2 separate regions of the Anser cygnoides genome follow, and region 1 is linked to region 2. The links are chromatin contacts, called in public Hi-C maps. All regions are on one chromosome and are shown on one strand. Each heading gives the region's core, a stretch centred on a gene start, on an enhancer-like site or on the middle of the called end of the contact. The rest is flanking DNA. Distances are from core to core; before and after follow the strand shown.

Region 1 (6,011 bases), core at 2,662-5,161, 42 kb after region 2:
CTGATAGAGGACCGTCATCCGTTAGTGGAGCTGCAAGGCACAAGTGTATGTAAACTGTTTCTGCCTAGCTAGCTGCAGTTAGTACAGATACCATTTTCCTCCCCCCCTTTTTTTTTTGTTTTCCAGCTGCTAAACTGTTTTCTTCTTATAATCCTATAATTGGATTTCTTCAGATGCCTTTATTACTTGAAACAGCATTCAAATTCTTTCTCTGCTGGCAAAACAATGTGATCCAGTGATTAGTCAGCAGCATGGTTAGGGGCTTGTGCTAAGATTGTTTGAAGACCTTGCTGGCAAGTCTGGAGATGAAGTAATTTCCCATTAATTGGATTATTTAAAATGGTTCTGATTGTGTCTACAGCCATTGCCGTAACAAAAGCTTTGTCTGTATTACCTTTTTAGCTACTTTGCTGCTGCAAAAGGTACAATTTTACAGCTAGATAGCTACCTCCGTGCAAACCCAAGAGGAGATGGGCAATACAGGAGACTTTGAGAGAGTGAAGTAAAGATGTAAATGCCAGTGATAGTCTTTTTTATTTTTGGCTAGGCCCATGCATTCACAAGAAAAAGGTCTTTTCTTACCACGGTGTGCCGTATTGGCCTAGTGGGAGGATCAAAGGCTTAGCTAGAGCAAAAGTTTGGGAAGAGCATCCAGGTTAGCTCCTTACATACTAAGTCAGGAAAGACAAGAGAAGCAAATCCGTAAGGAGAAAGGCTGGTCTGTGGCTGCGCCAGCTTAACGCATTCCAGAATGCAGTGGCTTTGTCTTGACCAGAGTTTTGAACTCAAGCTAACCTCTAAATCCAAGTCTAGACATGGCTGTCAATTCATCCACCTTACAGTGCTTAATGACTTCCTCCGCTGCTATGTTTAGAGGTCAGGGACGAAATTGCTGCCCTGCTGGCCTCAGTAGTGTGCTGCGTGCGTGTCTTTGGGCATCGCCCTTCCTACTTGAGGGAAGGTTCACTGTTAACTGAAGAAATGCACAGGATTGCTTTGACTGAAAAATACCAAGTAGGAAATGCTTGCATTTTCACTTTCTCCTTTGGAGTTTATTTGGGCATTGCAACATACAATGTTTTTGGTAAAGAGTTCGTGACCGTAACAGCCAAGGAGGTATTAAGCAACAGTTAAGTGCTTAATCAGCTTGGATTTCTGTAATGCTCACGTGATTATCAGCAAAATGACAATAAAACAAACACACTGGAAAATGCCCCTTTGCTGTGTGATTTCTTATTCCAGGTTTTCATATTTGTCAGCCTTCTTTTTGTTTTTTAATTTCTCACCTAGCCTTTGCTGCTTTTACATAGCATGTGCACTGAGAATTTCTCCACCAAAAGGTCATAATGCTTTTTTCAGTTTTGGTGTCCTCTGCTAGTGATTGAGATATTGGATTCCGTTGCTTCCCTGGTCTGCTTAGCTTCTGAGTTCAAGTGTGAGCGCCTCTTAAACGTCAGGCAAAAAAACAACTGCTCCACCCAGAGACTAGTTTCATGTCCCAGTTTGCCACATTGTTTGGTGCATTATGGTCAGGTGTTTAAAAAAAAAAAAAGAAAAAAGGAAATATTTCGAGTCATTGCACAAGTAAAATTCTAGGGTTGCACTCAGATCGTGATCCTTCAAGACAAACAAAGAGAAAACAGAATAAAGATGCTTAACTTCCTAACAAAATCCAGAGACAGAGTTTGGCCAGGGCCTGCCGCATGTTTCTTAGCAATGGCTGCAGAATGTTGTTTTTATTTTAATGTTTTTCTTGGGAACCTCTGAAGTAAAACAGGGTTGTCATTCTGGGAGAGGTCGTTCTCCTTGCCTTGCACTCCAAAGGCACAAGTCCTACATTTATTTAACCAGACTATGAAGGCTGAAGCAGAGATGTCCATGCTTTCTAAGACTGTTTTCTTGCTCTGTAGCGAGGGGAGTTCTTTAAGGAGGAAGGTAATGGGCCGTGCGGTTTCAGATCAAGACTTCTCTGAATAGGATCTCCTCAGTCTACAGCGTTGGTTTTGAAAGTGCTGAACCACCCGTGGGACTCACTGGGGACTGAGTGACGAGCACCTGCCTCTGAAAAATCACAGCATACCTAGCTAGGCCTCTGGGAGGCTCTCCGTTTTGGAAGTGATAGCTTTCTGATCGCCTGCTGTGTGGTTTGGTTCCCACTCCACAGCTAAGTGCTTGCTCTCGGCTTGGTTATCAGGGTTCTTTGCAGAGTGTCCCCTGCTCAGTAACACCGTACACATACGGACTGAGAAGAGCTGTAGATAATTTCCTGGACATCCTAAACATGGGGCTGCAATTGCTGGGTCAGTTGTGGTTCTCCGGTAACCGAATCCTGCTACTTGTGTAACTCAACCTCAGCAGAGAGGCAGGTTCCGCTGCACTGGTTAAGCGCACACGTAGTGGTACGTGCCACCTGGTGACTTTGTCCATGTTGCAGTGAGTCATCTCAGCGGGAGGCGGGCAGTGGGGTGAACCTGTTGAAGACTCGTATTTGCAAGAAACGTTACAGGCAGAAGCAGCAAAACTAGCAGTGCTGCCACTCAGGCGTATGAATAAAAGTGCTTTTCTTTACCTGCTCTCTCTCAATGCCCTAGGGAAGAATTTGTTGAAGCCTATGTAAATTACATCTTCAACCTCTCCATCCATGAGTGGTACACAGCTTTTTCCACTGGTTTCCTGAAAGTATGTGGTGGGAAGGTCCTGGAACTCTTCCAGCCCACAGAGCTCAGGGCCATGATAGTTGGAAACAGTAACTACAACTGGGAGGAACTGGAGGAGGTAAAGCTTCCCTCTTGTCATGTTTTTCTTCTTTTTTTTACGAGTACTAGGATTGGGCAGCTGCAAGAGGTGGGCACTAGGTTGGGTCAAGAGGTGTAGTAAGCTACGGATGTTTTTATATGTTTCTTGTACATCTTGCAATTATTCACATGAAAAGTTACTCTCTTACTTCACTATCCTGCTACTGATAAAGCTCGTGGAGGAAATTGGGGATGAAAAAGAAGAGGGGAGGAGGACTTCTATCTTTTTTTCGTAGGGATGAAGCCTAAGATTGAAAGAAAGAGACAAAATCAGAATCTTCATTTACAATAGAACTAACAAGGGCAAAAAGTACACAGCCAAGTGTTCAAAGGGAAGTCTGGACAGAACGCAAGAGTTGTATCCTCTCAAAACACGTGCAGATCAGCAAATATTTGTTTTGTCTCAGCCTTAGCAGTAGAAATGGCCTCACAGTGCAGAACACATGATCCTGTCCGCGAGTCCAGCCCGTGATCAGGTACACCAGGGTTCCTCGTTACACCTCTAATTAGCTGAATACCTAGAAGCCTAAATACTGGCCTTTCACCTGTAGCAAGAACACTTTCCTGTGTCTTTGAGCCATGCTGTTGCCTATGGCACATCCTGCACTCCATTTCTTAGCTGTCAGACGTCAGTCTGAGATACTAGAAGAGATCAGGTCGTGTTCCTACTTAGTCCTTGCGTTCTAGTGCTAGATGAAATTATGTGACTTTTTGTTTTTCTAATAGAGTGCCGTCTATAAGGGAGACTACACTGCGACACACCCAACCGTGAGGATGTTTTGGGAAACGTTTCATGCATTTCCCTTGGAAAAGAAGAAGAAATTTCTCTGTAAGTATTTTGCAGTGGTGCAGGCTGTCATCTGAAATTGACGAATCAATGTCACTGGGGGGTAGATGTCACTTTGTTTGGCAATAAAAGGGAAGAGGAGGAGAAATACGTGGTTTTAAGGGCAGGTGGTTCAGAGTTTGTTGCTGCAGCTGGCAACTGTTGCTCCCTTGGGGCATCATGTTGAGGGAATATTGTGTCCCAAGGGCAACCTGGGAAAGCACTGAAAAGAGCCAATCTTTATTTTTGGACTGGTTTTGTTTCCTGATCTTGTACCCACTAATGTGTATCTGTTTGGAAACAGTTGGTGTCAAGCACAGAGATGGAGGCATGCTGAGGAAAGCGCTGTTTTATTGAAGGATTATTCAGATTTAAGTGTCCTAAAAGAATCTAGCTCCAAGAAGTATTAAATCTCCGTGTGGCAGTTTTGCTGAGCTGGCAGTCACCATCCCCTTACTTGGCCAGACCTGAAGCAGTTGCTGTCTTTCTTTAGAGCATTGCTTCCAGCAAACCCAGCAACATGTGGCCAAATTCTTTGCTGGTGCAGCTCCACTGACTGCAGATTTCTTATGTATTGGCACATGCTTCCAGGAAAAAGCTTTGGAAATAAAAGCTGAGAGAGCTAGAAGAGTTCAGCATGGAGATGAGAAGGCACAAGGGGCATCGTATCACAGCCGTACAAGTGTGAGGGTGCCTGTCCTAACCAGCCTGCCTTCTCTCTGCTTCTCCTAGTGTTCCTGACAGGCAGCGACCGCATTCCCATCTACGGCATGTCAAGCCTTCGCATCGTCATCCAGTCCACAGCCAGCGGGGAGCAGTACCTGCCCGTGGCGCACACCTGCTACAATCTCCTGGACTTGCCCAAGTACAGCAGCAAGGAGATTCTCAGCGCCCGGCTGGTGCAAGCCATCGATCACTATGAGGGCTTCAGCTTGGCTTGACGTGTGTGGGAGAGGCACAGGCACTTGGGTACAGAGGAAGAAAGCAATGGGCTTGGCTTTATTTTTATAAAGGAAGGGATCAGAGCATTTTGGGGGAAAAATAATAGTAAGAATCATAGATGCAGATGATGCAGTCTCAGCCTGATGCTGCCAGTATTTTGTGGGGTTTAGCAGGGAGAGACTTTAGCTTTGAGTTTTCTGATCTACTGAACAAAATGAGTTTGGTGGGCTTTTTCGTTGTTTCCCCTCCAACTTCACAGCACTGCCCTCGCAGCAAATACTCGTAGTTTGCTTTTATTGCCCCCCCCCCCCCCCCCCCCCCCCCCTTTTTGTTCAGTTTAAACCTTTGGTGTTCCTTGCATTGAGGCTATGGTGGAAATTCAGGATGAAATAGTGATCTCCTTTTTGAAAAGCTGTGATTTCCCCCACCCTTTTTTTTTTTCTTCCCTTTTTAAATGCAAGCTGGTTCTTGCTTGCTTTGAATGGATATATCCCCCCTGCCCTCTGGTCCTTGGCAGATGGTACTGGGCTGGGGTGTCATTTGTGACCCACAGGACAGTGTATTAGTTGCGGTACATGCTCTGTCTTTTTGCACCAGTATATCTCACGGAGAGTAGGGTGGTTTGGGGGTTGGCATGTTTTTCTTTTGTCTTAAATTTTGTTTCTAAGCAGCGTCTTCTTAAAGAAGCTTCAGACTCCTCTGTGTTAAGGCTTGGGGAAGGACAAACAATATCCGTAATAACGGGTTTCTCAAACTGCCTCTCTCTTGTGTTGTTCTTCTGCTGGTAAGTCTACAAGTTAGGCAGGTAGGCTTAGCTGAGTCCTCGTTTTTCATTCAAACAGAAATGTTGTTCCAATACAAGGTGAGTTGGCTGCTTTTACCATTGCCGCCTTTCTCAGAGGAGTCATGCAGGAGAGTGAGGGAGTGTGTGAGTGTAAGCGGTGTTTACAAGCTCTCCAGCCTCATTAGGTCAGAGGAAAAGAAAGACGCATGAAATCCACATTTGTGTGTTAACCCTCTGCTTGGAGGCTGGTTTTATTTCTGCTGGTAGGATTATTTTACTGCGTGGTGTGGGAGAAACCCTTGTCATCTGTTTTGTCCAGTAAGTGCTGGGACCCCTAAAGGCCTACCTTTATGAATTAGGTTGGAAAGGTACGTTAGGAGTTGAGTAGGCAAAAGCATTAACTAAATTTGTCCTGTAAGATTGGAGAGCCATTATCCTTTCTCCCAGTCCCACCACCTATTAAATGACATTCAAATGATTTCCTCATTTCTTCAGGTCTTGGTGTAAATCTCATTTTAAGCCTAGGGTGGTTTTCAAATTGACTTGTTATTAGGACATAGTATTTATGCACCACGTTCAATATATAGTATTGAACTTTGCACCTCGTAACAAAAGATTTTAGGCTTTTTTTTTTTTTTTAAGACAAGCTGTTGGCTACACTGAG
Region 2 (5,796 bases), core at 1,312-3,811:
GAAAAAAGTCTCTTTCCTGACACAGAAAGGGCTGAAAAGAAAAAATACAGAAGAGTTCATTGCTTCCAGAGCAACACAGAGACTAATGGCCACACAGAGGGATTTTTCCACTCGCTAGCCAGCAGAGAGATGTAGTTCCCCCCCTTGCCTCTCTGATTCCACCTGAAAAACAACAGATGAGGTAAATTCATGGTGCAATCAAACCTGAGCTAGCACGAAGAAATAAACCTTGGGAGTAGCCTCCAGAGGGAGCTGTGCTCAGTAAAGTGCGTGAAACCAATTTACTTTGGCGTTTTTACTATTTTACACGTTTATGAAAGACCAGCCTTGAAAGTTCGCTGTGAACTCGAAATGTGGCCAATTAGCAATAGGTTTGAGCAACAGATTCCTGACCCCTTGGACAAATTCTGGGCTTCATTTCCTCTTATTATTATTATTATTATTATTATTATTTATTTGATGTCTTCCCCTCCTTGATTGCTCAGAGACAAACAGAGGAAAATGAGTGTTAAGGGACTTTTTACAGATATCTCCAAATGACAAAAGAAATAAAAACAAATGAAACAAACATTTTTTTCCTCTACACTTATTCTAGAAGCTGCTTGTAACACAGTAAGTAGAAGCTATTATGTCATAGGTGCAATTGTACAATAGCAAGTAACTCTTTTCATGCTCAACATGCATGACCCATGCAAATACAGAAAGTGAATTTGTATCTGATAAGTGACAGAGTGCATACTAAGTATACAAACACTGGCCTTTTGTGTCTGATGCATCCTTGCAAAGATCTTTACATGGTTTGCTCAAATACTGACTGTCATTTTGAAAAATGAGAATGAAGACCTACAGAGAGTGGAAGCAAGGACAGATAACCTGGGAGGGATACAGAGACATTGTCTGAGCAGCCAGGGCTCAGGTTAGGAAAGCCAAGGCCCTTTGAGAATTAAATTTGTCCAGGCACATCAAGGGCAACAAGAAAGGTTTCTATAGGTATATCGGTGATAAAAGGAAGACTAGAGAAATTGTGGGCCCTCTTCGGAAGAAAGCGGGAAACCTAGTCACTGGGGATATGAAGAAGGCTGAGGTACTTAATGACTATTTTGCCTCAGTCGTCACTGACAAGAGTTCCAGCCACATGGCCCAGGCCCCAGGAGGCAAAGGCCGGGACTGGAAGAATGAAGAACTGCCCACTGTAGGAGAATATCAGATTCAAGACCGGCTAAAGAACCTGAAGTTGCACAAGTCCATGGGATCTGATGGGATGCATCTGCGGGTCCTGAAGGAACTGGCAGATGCAGTTGCTAAGCCACTGTCCATCATATGTGAGAAGCTGTGGCAGTCCAGTGAAATTTGCAGTGGCTGGAAAAAGGGAAACATAACCCCCCTTTTTAAAAAAGGGAAAAAAGCAAGACCTGGGGAACTACAGGTCAGTCAGTCTCACCTCTGTGCCTGGCAAGATCATGGAGCAGATCCTCCTGAAAACTATGCTAGGGCACATGGAAAATAAAAAGGTGATTGGTGACAGCCAACATGGCTTCACTAAGGGCAGATCATTCCTGACAAATCTGGTGGCCTTCTATGACAGGGTTACAGCACTGGTGGATAGGGGAAGAGCAACTGACATCATCTACCTGGACTTGTGCAAAGCATATGACACTGTCCCCCACGGTATCCTTGTCTCTAAGTTGGAGAGAGACGGATTTGATGGATGGACCACTTGGTGGGTGAGGATTTGGCTGGATAGTCGCATTCAAAGAGTTGCTGTCAACAGCTCAATGTCCAGGTGGAGATCAGTGATGAGTGGTGTTCCTCAGGGGTCAGTATTGGGACCAGCGCTGTTTAGCATCTCCGTTGGTGACATGGACAGCGGGATCAAGTGCACCGTCAGCAAGTTTGCTGATGGCACCAAGCTGCATGGTGTGGTTGAAATGCTGGAGGGAAGGGATGGGACCTGGACAGGCTTGAGAAGTGGGCCTGGGCAAACCTCTCGAGGTTTAACAAGGCCAAGTGCAAAGTCCTGTACCTGAATCTGGGCAATCCCAAGCACAAATAGAGATTGGGAGGAGAATGGATTGAGAACAGTCCTGAGGAGAAGAACCTGGGGGTGTAGGTTGATGAGAAGCTCAACATGATCTAGCAGTGAGTGCTTGCAGCCCAGAAAGCCAACTGCATCCTGGGCTGCACCAAAAGCAGCATGGCCAGCAGGGCGAGGGAGGGGACTGTCCCCCTCTGCTCTGCCCTTGTGAGACCCCACCTGGAGTGCTGCGTTCAGCTCTGGGGAGTGTAGTGATAGGACATGGGGGAATGGTTACATATAAGGAAGAAATTCTTCTCTCAGAGGGTGCTGACGCACCGGCACAGGCTGCCCAGAGAAGCTGTGGATGCCCCATCCCTGGAGGTGCCCAAGGCCAGGCTGGTTGGGGCTTTGGACAACCTATCTAGATGAAGGTGTCCTTGTCCCCTCGACACCTTTGTGCGGAGCGGCTCACTCGCGAAATACTCGCTCCCCTCAGCTGGGGCCGGGGCCGTACCCACGCTGAGGGAAGGGACCAGGCCCAGCCCCGAGCAGCCCGGCCCCGGCGGAGCCGCCCGCCGCCCCGCCCGCCGCCGCCGTAGCGCTGCCGGCCATTGGCAGCCCCGCGCCGCCCCTCCCGGCGGGGGAAGGGGCCGGACTTCCTCGTCGCCGCGGCGGCAGCGGCGGGGCTGGCGGCAGGTGAGCGGGCGGGGGCCGCGGCGCGGCGCGGGGGGCGCCCCTCGGGGCCCGGCCCTGGCGGGGGAGCGGGGCCGCGCGTGGGGCCGCCCAGCCGGGCCCCTCGGGGCTCCCGCAGCCGGCCCGGGCGGAGGGGAGGGCGGCCGGGCAGGGCTGGGGGCTCGTCAGCGCGGCTGCTTCACCGTCGGGGGCGGCTGCCCGGGGGGTGCCGCGCCCGGGGGGCGCAGCCGGCCCTGAGGTGGGCACCGGGGGGGGCCGAGGGCCTGCGGTTTAACTCCTTCGTCGTCGCACCTCGCTGCTTCATGCTCTGGGGCCTGCGCTGGGCTGGGGCAAAAAGGGAGAAGAAAGCGGGCTCGGTGACAGAAGGGAGCGGTACGCCCCTTCGTTGTGGGGCTGCTGGAAAAGGGAGCTGAAATCTCGGAAACGACGGGGAAGGGAAAAGGCTGCTCGTGCCCGCCTTGCCAGCTGGCAGGCCTCTTTGTTTAGGGATCGCTCTGTGCCGAGCGGTGCTTGTTGTGAGCACGGTATTTACCTAACTGGCTCTCCCAGGAAGCGTGCAGTCGCTGTCATGGCTGCAGCTTGTGTGTGTGTTCATGTGAGCACGTGAAGAACCTGCCTATGTCATGACAGCTGTTAGAAAAAAGGACAAAAACCATCTTCTGGTCTCCTGTCACGATCTTACACACACTGTCACGGCTATAGCTTATGCATGTGTTCATATGAGCATGTGAAGAGACTACATGTCATTAAAAAAGGAGCAAAATAAAACATCTCCTGTCATGATCTTACGTGCGCTGTTATTATTTTCCAATAATCCTCTCAGCCACCAGGGTTGGTTCCTCACCAAAGGATGTATGCTTAAGCATGTCAGCTGAGTCTTATTATAGCGAGTCTTATTATAGCGAAGATCTCCCAATCACAGCAGTTCTCCTCAAAAAACTCCCCGCTGTACCGCGTCTCCTTGGCTCTAGCAGTGCTGTGCACATCCTTCAGTGATTCAGGGGTGAGTTGTTCCTGGAATGAGGATGTTGGGAACGTTCCCTCCCCCCCCTTTTTTTTGTGGTTACATACAGGGAGTCTGCAAATGAGCAGTCCTGCTGCATTGCATCCGTTCTTATCTCTAAAACATGCATACAAAGCTGGCTGTGCTGTGACCAGTGAAGAGCGGGAATAGGTGCAGCGGTTGACTCCTTATCTCTTCACAATCCAATTTTAAAAAGGGTCAGGAATTGTAATGCCCTAACTGATGCATTTTAAAGACCTTTTCCTAAGGGCTTGCCCTATAAAAAGCTGGATTTTTATCTTTAAGATGTATCCAGCTGAGTACTAGGAATAACATTGAAAACTCAGGTAAGCGAATATGAATTTTATCCACTTTTGTGTGTATATGTGCATGTCTACGTTATAGCCTACTTGCCGTAGAAGCTTTTTATATACTCATTTTAGTATAAGGAGGATATGTAGAAGGAGTTTGCGGTGTAGGATGGCTATTTTGTTCTTCCGCTGATGTCAGAGGAATAACTGCCTTGACCAGAATGGGAAATGAAGCGTGAATCTTTGTTCAAAGCTCTGTCTTTCTGGACACAGCTCCTGCTCGAACACACGATGTATTAAGGCTTGCAGCAGCTTTGCATGCTGTAGTGGTGGTGGTGGGGTGACAGCACAGGGCACAACAGCACATTAAAACAATTGTGGTTTTAGAGATGTGTTATGTTTTCAAAATAAGTAAGATAAAAACACAGCATACCAGGCCATTGGGAAATAGCCGGCTGTGTCTGTGTGCTCAAATGGAAAGTGGCTATGTTGGTTTTCACTCTTTGAGTGGAAAGTGCTGCCTGGAATAGAGCTGCACACGGATTTATCAGCAAAATGTTCAGAGGGTGGGAGGGTGGGACTCAAAAGGACATGTTTGCAGAACTAATCAAAAATCCATTTAAGGTCAGATTTTCCACAGTTTCTGGCACACCTCATTGTCTGTTCTAGGGATTGTTAGATTTTAGGTGCTTCAGAAAATCTGACAGCTAGCATGAATGGGTTCTGAGCTTCTTTGAGATGTCACCCTAGTAATTCATATGAATCACTGGGAGTCTGACCTCTTCCTACTTCAAGTTATGTCTTAACAATGGGAAAAAACATCATTTGCTAATTGCACGCACACCCCCTGCCCAGTACTGAAACTGCTTGTGTGGAATATTAACACAAGGAAATTAATTAAAGTATTTTTAGCATTTTAAATGAAATTAGCATCTGGAAAGAAGACTGTGACCCACGGGGAGCAGACTGTTCAGAAACCTTTTTAGAAAGGTATCCTAAATTAATATTTAACTCATGTTGTACAATGTCACTGTAGTTCAGGTTGTAGAGCGCTGAAGTCTTTTCAGCTTTTCAGAGGCAACGTCCGCTTAGAGCAGCAAGGAGGGCGATCTGTGGATCTTCAGGGTTGCTCTCATTGTGAAGCACCTTTGCAATAAGGTGGTTCCCCAGGATGAGAGAAATGGTAGCCTCAGATTTTTTTGTTGTTTCAGGTGTCAGGCTTGAAATGCTTCTGTGCCTTTGTGTTGTCACCTGCAGGAAGTTGCTTATGCTGTTTTTTGCGGTGTTTATTTTTTTTTTTAGGCGGAACATGAAGTTCCCTATAAATATAGCAGTTGTGTCATTTGAAGCATAAGCACGTGCATGACTTCAGTATTACTGCGTCCCACGGCATTCCTATTCCTGGTGTAGGAAATAGTGTAACTAGCACAGAGGGTGTCTTCCATGGGCTGTCTGAGGGCAACCAAGTGCAGAGTATGTGCAGCAATGGGTTTGCCAGCTGGACAGAGCCTTGTAACCTCCTGCTTTTTAAACTGGGGGTGCCTTGCAGCTGGCCTGTGACAATTAATTATATGTGGGGGGTGAGTGAAACGGGTTATGCGAAAAAGGAGCAGAGGCTCTTAGAAATAAATGGGATTCAGTGCGTACTTTAGGGCACCTGAGAAGAGATCCTAGCAAACAGTTTGTGGCAGGAAATTGCACTGCTGACAGACTGCAGCTGGGAAATCCTATCCTCTCCCTCTCCCGTCTGGCTCAGCCCTGCCGAGGTGGAG

What was found. A called contact is a pair of places that touch in the nucleus more often than the background predicts.
Region 1: a Hi-C map of liver shows a contact between it and region 2, with 4 times the contacts expected there. The contact joins the enhancer-like site here to the promoter of LOC106046091 in region 2. A contact is called at or near these places in 2 of 7 Hi-C or Micro-C datasets (both in liver).

The regions. Positions count from the first base shown.
Region 1 is chr4:68,882,805-68,888,815 of Taihu_goose_T2T_genome, forward strand. It overlaps FAM13A (family with sequence similarity 13 member A), which reads right to left. Exons shown (of 21, transcript XM_048052161.2): 21 at 4,869-6,011. It overlaps LOC106046091 (probable E3 ubiquitin-protein ligase HERC3), which reads left to right. Exons shown (of 25, transcript XM_066996351.1): 23 at 2,592-2,775; 24 at 3,522-3,624; 25 at 4,354-6,011. The coding sequence ends at 4,562. Among named protein-coding and RNA genes, the nearest start is that of MBOAT4, 83 kb to the left of the region's middle. Within about 2 kb of position 3,912, at least 2 of the 3 cell types and tissues checked have open chromatin away from gene starts, as enhancers often do. A contact at or near this core is called in liver, where this site is marked.
Region 2 is chr4:68,842,233-68,848,028 of Taihu_goose_T2T_genome, forward strand. LOC106046091 (probable E3 ubiquitin-protein ligase HERC3) reads left to right here and starts at 2,562. Exons shown (of 25, transcript XM_066996351.1): 1 at 2,562-2,713.